Regions from separate parts of the Nothobranchius furzeri genome. Here region 2 is linked to region 1. The links are chromatin contacts, called in public Micro-C maps. All regions are on one chromosome and are shown on one strand. The core of a region is the stretch at or near the end of the contact, and the rest is flanking DNA. Distances in the headings are between cores, read along the strand shown. Region 1 holds the start of mctp2a (multiple C2 domains, transmembrane 2a). Region 2 holds the start of ttc23 (tetratricopeptide repeat domain 23).

What was found. Hi-C and Micro-C count contacts between places; a contact is called where the count stands out from the background.
Region 2: a Micro-C map of tail fin shows a contact between it and region 1, with 7 times the contacts expected there. The contact joins the promoter of ttc23 here to the promoter of mctp2a in region 1. A contact is called at or near these places in 2 of 2 Hi-C or Micro-C datasets (skeletal muscle and tail fin).

The regions. Positions count from the first base shown.
Region 1 is chr4:70,044,561-70,048,534 of NfurGRZ-RIMD1, forward strand. mctp2a (multiple C2 domains, transmembrane 2a) reads right to left here and starts at 2,132. Exons shown (of 25, transcript XM_070550387.1): 1 at 1,741-2,132; 2 at 1,420-1,617.
Region 2 is chr4:70,179,878-70,184,150 of NfurGRZ-RIMD1, forward strand. ttc23 (tetratricopeptide repeat domain 23) reads left to right here and starts at 2,365. Exons shown (of 11, transcript XM_015964555.3): 1 at 2,365-2,581; 2 at 2,696-2,867. The coding sequence starts at 2,433.

The DNA.
Region 1 (3,974 bases), core at 882-3,381:
CTGCGACATGAGTGGGGCATATGAAATGTCAGAACAGATCTAGCGCTAAGTTTCACATAGCCCCCATATTTGTTTACAGAGGAGCACAGTTAGCCTAAGCTCCTTAAAAACTGAGCATTTGTGTTTGCAAAGTATAAATTATAGCTCTGTGTCCACACAGAAGCTAATGCAACAGACCCACTGTTTTTCCCTCCATCTCCTTGTCTGTGCCGAACAGTGGGGACTACATGACAACAGATGTGTTTGAGTCTGGGCAGAGACTTGATCAATATTTGCAGACGTCTTAAGGAGATCAGGCCCACATGAAAGAGCCACAACTTGGCTTCTAGTTAAAAGGCAAGTTTGGATATCCGCACAGGGCAAGCTCCTGTGGCAGGTGGCCTCCCGGCCTGCGTCTCATACAACTCAAACCATCCAAAACCTTGCTTGGTTACTCTGCACATGCACACTGGACCTCATCCAGCAACCAGCACAGCTGGTCTCGTGGCTAGAAAGCCAGGAACATCAGACATTTGGGCGCATGCAAGCCCAAAACTGGATTTTATCCACTGAAATGATGACGCTTGTTAGTACAACCAGCAATATATTTGATTTAACACCTACAAATGGATTTCAGAATCTTACATTTATCCCAACACGTTTAGAAAGTGTTAAATTTGAACTTAAAATAATGAAAAATGTAAAATTTACTGATACAAAAGCTACATCCTACCTGGGCTTTTAAACTTAGCACTGATGTTGCATTCAGGTGTTGTTGGGAAGCTGGGACATGTGACCTCTCAGTGGAATCAAATGATTAAAGTAAAACCATAAAATGAAATCAGAACACAGTACATTTACTTGGAGTACAGTTTAGTTGGCGTGTAGTTTAAATTGCCACCAGGTGGGGTTGTTTCTCTGCAAGAAAAACAGTTAAAGGAAATGAAAGACCTTTTTAAAATTAACAGCTACTTTCCATTAATCTGATGACAACAGAGCATGAAGGTGTCATGGACGAACTACATCACATATTCTGTAACATTCTGAGAGGAATGTGAGTGTGTGTGCTGCCTTGACGAGTGAATTCTCCCACTGTGGGATTCATAAAGCCTATTCTATTATATTTCTCTCACTCACGTATCTCTGTCATATCTCTGATTGACAGAAGAGCAGAAATCAGTTTTCACTTTTGCTTCTGATTGGATGCACTGGCCACCATAGTTCAAACACACACTTCCTGCATGTTTTAGATGGTCCAGCACACCTGCTTTGTGTTAGTGAGTGATTAACATGCTTCAGTGGAGCCTGGAACATGGTGAACAGGTATGTTGAGTTGGGTGTATTGAAGCAGAAAAACAAGTAAATATGCAGGACACCACTGGTCTAAAACAGATTCAAATAAACATAGCTACAGCATCAATTAAAAGAGAAAAACTGTACCTGCAGGAGAGTAGCAATGGTCTTCCAGTGTTGTCTTTAGCTGTTTTAAGGTGTACGCCTTATAATAAAGCTCTTTTGAAACCGTTTTTGCAGCATTCCTCTTCAACTGCAATAAACTCAAATCTCATTCCTAAAGGCCTCGACATCTCTGAGTACGTTTAAGCCCATTTCCAAACATTCATGTTTTTACACCAAAACCTGCAGAGCCACAAATGTGTTGTGCAAAATGTTTAAAATTAGGTTTTTTCCCAGTTCAAAGACCTTTGTTATTTTCCATGACTGGTATCTTGTAAGTTTTAAAAGAAACTGATGAAACTACACCAATGATGACTCATTTCTTTTCCCACAGTTCCTGCAGAACAACAGGACCTCCCACAGGTGGAATGCAGCCGTCATCGCTCCACCTGCATGGTGTGTGTGCGGTGTTTGTTCCTAAAACCTTGTTTACCTGTTGATCCCACTCTTCTGGTTTAATGAGCTCACACTAGCGCTCTGAATGATGTCATTATGATAATATAATTGAAAGAAGCATCTGAATTTAGTTTGCGTGCTAGTACACGACTTGAGATGTTTTAAGTCTTCTCTTGTGACATTTAAACTAACTTTTGATTCTGGATGAAGGAATTTCACCTCATCCAAACTTTCAGACTTTGGAGCAGCCTATTATTTATTTAATCTAATATATATATAATATATATTATTGTAATTGTACATGTTTGCCTAACTGACAAAAATGTCCTCTTTTCTCCTACTTTTTGGTTCATGTTGAACAGTTTAAGCTAAGAGAATGTGACATCACAGTCTGGAAACCTACATTATTTTATGTATATATTTCAATTTTTAAATTGTTGCGATTGAATCTTCTTAATACAGCCTTAAAATGACAGACCAGCTGTCCGCACGTTGATCACGAGTAAATGATCTTATTAGTTGAGATCTTTATTTAACTTATGATGCTCAACAGACCAGCAAGTAATACGAGGAAAGCTTTTTATGTACTGCAGTGACCCCTGCTGGCTTAACACTGGAAATTCACATATTTCTGAACAACAAAACAAAACAAAAACTTGCTGTATCAGATGCTTTATGTGAAATACTTAATGGATCGGTATGTTACTGTGATCAGCTCTAATATTAAACGGGCATTGGTGTGATAATTGATTCAGACCTGAGCTTCACTGGCCTTAACAAGATCAGCGTTTTATCGTCTTCATCAAACAGCAAAACTCAGGGGTCTTATGTTCAGAGAAAACCTATAAAACCTCAATCACGCGTTCATCTTCAGCAGGCTGGACTATTCAAATGGTCTTTGGCTGGTCTCTCCCCAATAAAATGAAACTAAAGTAACTGCAGCTCATTCAGAATGCTGCTGCTAGAGTCATAACAACAACCAAGAGAACCGAGCACATCACTCCTGTTCTTAAACCTCCACACTGGTTACCAGTAAACTAAAGAATTGGTTTTAAAGTGCTTCTACTAGTTTTTAATCACTAAATGTCTTGGGGCCAAAATACATGTGGGATCTCCTTCCTGTATACACGCCCAGCAGGGCTCTGAGATCCTTAGAAAGCAGTCAGCTGGTAGAACTCCGGGTCAGAACCAAACAGAGTGAAGCTGCTTTTAGCTACTATGCTGCACACAGATGGAATCAGCTTCTGTATGACCTAACCCAACTCTAGTAACTTTTAAATTAAAATTGAAAACTTTCATGTATTCTTCAGCCTTGGAATGAATGTTTCGCATGTTGCACCTTCTGCACTGTAACTGCTCACCCTTTGTCTTTTTATTTTATTTCTTATATCTAATTTATTCACGTATTTAAACTGATTTTTATGATCTGCAGATGTCTGTTGTCACATTGATTTGAAGGTTTCATATTCTTGCTGTTTTGGCACCTGGAAAGCACATTGAATACTTCTGCATGGGCTGCATGCATGGTGGCGCAGTTGTTAGCACTGTTGCCTCGCAGCACGAAGGTTGCAGGTTCGAAACTCGGCTGCGGCCTTTCTGCGTGGAGTTGCGTGTTCTTTCCACGCATGCGTGGGTTTCCTCCGGGTACTCCGGTTTCCCCCACAGATCACAACATGCCCTATAGGTTATAAATTGTAAGTCGCTTTGGATAAAAGCATCTGCTAAATTAATAAACATAAACTTCTGTTTATGAAATGTGCTTTATAAACAAAGCTGCCTTGCCTTACCAGTTATCTGGTTTCTCACTGATTTAAACCCAGGTGTGGTGATATTTGCTGTTAACTGATTTAAAGGTTTATTTAAAGATCATTTGCATTACGAGACTCATCTTAGACATAAAACAGCTGATTTGTCATTCATTTAATGTATTGTTAATGAGTTGAGCAGCAGATTGTTGTGCATATTTACAGCAACATATCTGAAGCTATTCCTCTGTTCCCATAATTTCCTTTTTCAAAATTTTATTTAAATCAGGAGCAACAAATGAACCACACTTGTAGAGCACCTTTCAGTCAGAGGACTCCAAAGATACTTTACACTACAGTGCACCATTCATCCATTCACACACACTGGTAGTGTTGAGC
Region 2 (4,273 bases), core at 1,115-3,614, 140 kb after region 1:
CAGTCCTGTGGTCGATGCCTCTTCCAGTCCTGTGGTCGCCGCCTCTTCCAGTCCTGTGGTCGCCACCTCTTCCAGTCCTGTGTTCGCCGCCTCTTCCAGTCCTGTGGTCGATGCCTCTTCCAGTCCTGTGGTCGCCGCCTCTTCCAGTCCTGTGTTCGCCACCTCTTCCAGTCCTGTGGTCGACGCCTCTTCCAGTCCTGTGGTCGACGCCTCTTCCAGTCCTGTGGTCGACGCCTCTTCCAGTCCTATGGTCGACGCCTCTTCCAGTCCTGTGGTCGATGCCTCTTCCAGTCCTATGGTCGACGCCTCTTCCAGTCCTGTGGTCGATGCCTCTTCCAGTCCTGTGGTCGACGCCTCTTCCAGTCCTGATGTCAACGCTTCTTCCAGTCCTGATGTCGACGCCTCTTCCAGTCCTGATGTCGACGCCTCTTCCAGTCCTGATGTCGACGCCTCCTCGTGTTCTGAAGTCAATGCCTCCTCGTGTCCTGTGGTCGACGCTCCTTCATGTCCAGAGGTCGACGCTCCTTCGTGTCCAGAGGTCGACGCTCCCTCGTGTCCAGAGGTCGACGCTCCCTCGTGTCCAGAGGTCGACGCTCCCTCGTGTCCAGAGGTCGACGCTCCCTCGTGTCCAGAGGTCGACGCTCCCTCGTGTCCAGAGGTCGACGCTCCCTCGTGTCCAGAGGTCGACGCTCCCTCGTGTCCAGAGGTCGACGCTCCCTCGTGTCCAGAGGTCGACGCTCCCTCGGGTCCAGAGGTCGACGCTCCCTCTGGTCCAGAGGTCGACGCTCCCTCTGGTCCAGAGGTCAACGCTCCCTCGTGTCCAGAGGTCGACGCTCCCTCCAATCCAGAGGTCGACGCTCCCTCCAGTTCAGAGGTGGACGCTCCCTCCTGTCCAACGACGCCGTCGTCTCCAGTCCAGTGGTCGTCGTCGTCGTCTCCAGTCCAGAGGTTGACGCTGTCTCCTCCAGTCTAGAGGTTGACGCCGTCTCCTCCAGTCTAGAGGTTGACCCCGCCTCCTCCAGCCCAGAGGTCAACGCCGTCTCCTCCAGTCCAAAGGTCAAGGACGTCCCCTCCGGTGTCTCTGCCTCAGGTCACCGCCGGTCCCGCCCTCGCCAGATGCAGGCCCCCAAGAGCCCGACGTCGCCTCCTTCTCTGCCACAGACACAGGCCCCCAAGAATCCGTTGTCGCCTCCTCCTCTGCCCCAGACGCAGGCCCCCGGACTCTACTGGTCCCTGCCTCCTCTCCATCAGCCCCTCTTGGCCCTCCCACCAGATCTCCCCCCTCCCACCCTGTTCTGTGCTCCTGTGGGCGTCTGGAATCTGCCCTTTTGGGGGGGGGGGGGGGGGGGGGGGGGGGGGGTTACTGTCACACCCTGTCCTGCATCTCTGTTAATTGCTCCCACCTGCCTCTCGTTTTCCAATCACCCAAGCTCCCAGCCCTCTTGTATTTAAACCCCTTCAGTTCTGTGTCTTTTTGTGGATCATTGTTTCATTGTTCAGCGTGTGATCATTAAATACTTTTACTCGTGCTGGTCTGTCCGCCTGCCTGCTTCCCTCACCCGCATGTGAATCCTTGCATCTGCTTCACTCACCGCCACGCGCTGACAGAATTGCCATTGAGCATTAGGCAGGCACCATCCATTCAAGTATTTAAGTCTTGTCTAAAGACTCATTTTTATTTGATTGCTTTTCAGCGCTAGTGTTCTTTGAATTGCCCTGACATTATGGTTTTTAATACTTCTTCTTTTTGATCAGGATGCTTGATCTTATTTTTTCCACCATTTGTTTTTAATTGATATAGTCTTATTCCATTATCTCTCTGTATTTGCAATATTGCTTGCATGTTATTTTATGATTTTATGTTTTTATCTTGCTTTTATGCCCAGGTACTGGGAATGTTTTTATGATTATGCTGTTCAGCACCTTGAGCTTCTGATAACGTTGTGGAAGGTGCTCTACAAATAAGATTGATTGATTGATTGATTGATTGATTGATTGATTGATTGATTGATTGATTGATCAATCGATCATCCTAAAACAAAAGTGAAGCGTTGTTCTGACAAAAAATACAAAAATATAGAGGCAGGATGTTTTGCTACGTACAATATTTATGCGGTGAAAGACGAATTTGTAATTTTATTTTCCACTTGACGTAGTTCTTTTGTCATAAATTCGGATAGGCCTGCATTTCTGAAACACTGATGTCGTAGTGTTCTTGAATGCACCCGACTTCCATGCTTCGGACGCCAGCGGTTGTAGCTTAACCATAGACTGTACATACGAGCTTAACTTGTAATCAGGAACACTTTGACATGTTTTATATCATACATGCACCACGGTCTGTTTGTTCGGGAAAAAAACGACTTAAGCTCCCTAGTAGGAGATTGGCCGTTGGTGTTATTGTTGCTGCTTTTTTTTAACGGTGCTTTTGAATGCAGCCCAACTTCGTATGCGGAAGAACTACCATAGTGGTAACGGCGAGAACGGCAGGCGATCAACAACTTCCTAGAAATGCCCTTTCACCAATAGTAAACATGGAAAACGATCAAGCAGAACATCATTCACCAGAAACCTCGACTGAGTAAGTTACGTGCAAAAACGAACCCCTCCTTTTAATATTTTTTGATAATAACTTATAAAACATTCTTTAAATTTCAAAGCCTTTTTCTCAAGAGCTATTCTAACAAACCCCCAGATTCCCTGAAAACAAGAGAAATGGCAGCAGAGGTGGAAGTGTCTTTACTGATGGATGTTCAGATGGACCGAGTCCCTCACGATCTGCAAAGGAGGAATTTTTGATGATGTCTCCTGAACAAAAGCTGCAGCACTTTACCTGTCGGGCTCAAGCCAGTGAAGACAGCCAACAGGTAGATAGTGAACTTCTTCTTCTAGTCTTTATTGCATAAATGTAATTCAGATAATACCTACTGATATCATTTGCAAGCGATTTGGGATGTAATCTAAAAATAGAGCATTGATAACTGGTTTACAGCATCATCACAAAGTAGAGAAAATATATTTTTTAAATCATATACATTTTCTACACTGTTCATTTAACCTGTAAGACTTACAAGAGAAGAAAAGGGACAGCGATAAAATAATGAATGAGGGCTCAGTGTTTAAAGACTTATTTTGTTATTTGCAATTTGTTTATACTTTAACCAGTAATAAAGCTGGTCACAAGTGTCTGAGACGTTTGTTAAAGGGAGAAAAATGCTGTTTTCAGTAAGGAAAGAAACAAAGAAAATGATCTTTTATATAGCACCTCTCAAGATAAAAGTCACGAGGCGCTTCACATAGACAACCCCCCAAAAAAAGACAAAGTATAAAAAAAGATTTAAAAAATGATTAGAAATAGGTTTAAAATGAGGAAAAAATTATACAATTTGTGATTAAAAACAATAATAATGTAAGGAAAGGGAGAGCGAAAATGAATAGGAAAGAGCTAAATCAGTGGATCGCGGGAAAGGTGGAGAATAAGCAGAGGGTGGTGACGAAGGTCATGCAAAAGCCAGCTTGAACAAGTGAGATATCAGCAGCTTTTTGAAGGAGACCTCTGAGTCCACTGATCTCAATTGGCTGTAAAAGCAAGGAACGTTTAAATGGGACACATTATGGCTGTTTCTCTTACGTTGCAATAGTTCTGTGGTAAAAAAAAATCATGTTCATGAAGTTCTTTGCTGTAAATCCCTCTCACATAAAGCAAAGTCAGCAGATTTATTCTTGGCAGTTTCAGTACCTTCCAGAATGAGCTGTTTCAGGGCTCTGTCACTTTAAGAAAACAAGCTGGAGCTGGCCATGCCCACCCGTTCCTACTCAGGCTGCAACTGAACCTTTGCACAAGACATCATGAAACCACCCCCTTTGCTACGATGGACGGCACAGAAGCTGTTTATGCACGTCAAAACTCCTGTGAAGCTAGTCAAAGCAAGCCTGTTTGTTGCCTTAGATCAACTGTTAATCTCACGGATAACTAGAACTCCCAAGGAAGTCATTTTGACTGTTTGTAATAACTTTAGTTACATGGATCTCACATTGTCCTGGCTTCCTGACTTTTCCTATTTATGTGTGTCCTTTAAGTCAATGTTATTATTTTCATAAAGTAATGTATCAAAAAATAAATATGATTGTTTTTGTCTCCCACAAACTGTCAGTCTGATGGCTGTATTATTGACATGGAAAAAGTTTCCCTCTCATGCACACTCGATTACTGTCTGGTCGTCTTCCGGTCATATTCTGGTCGTATTCCATGTCAAATAGCAGCGAAATTTTT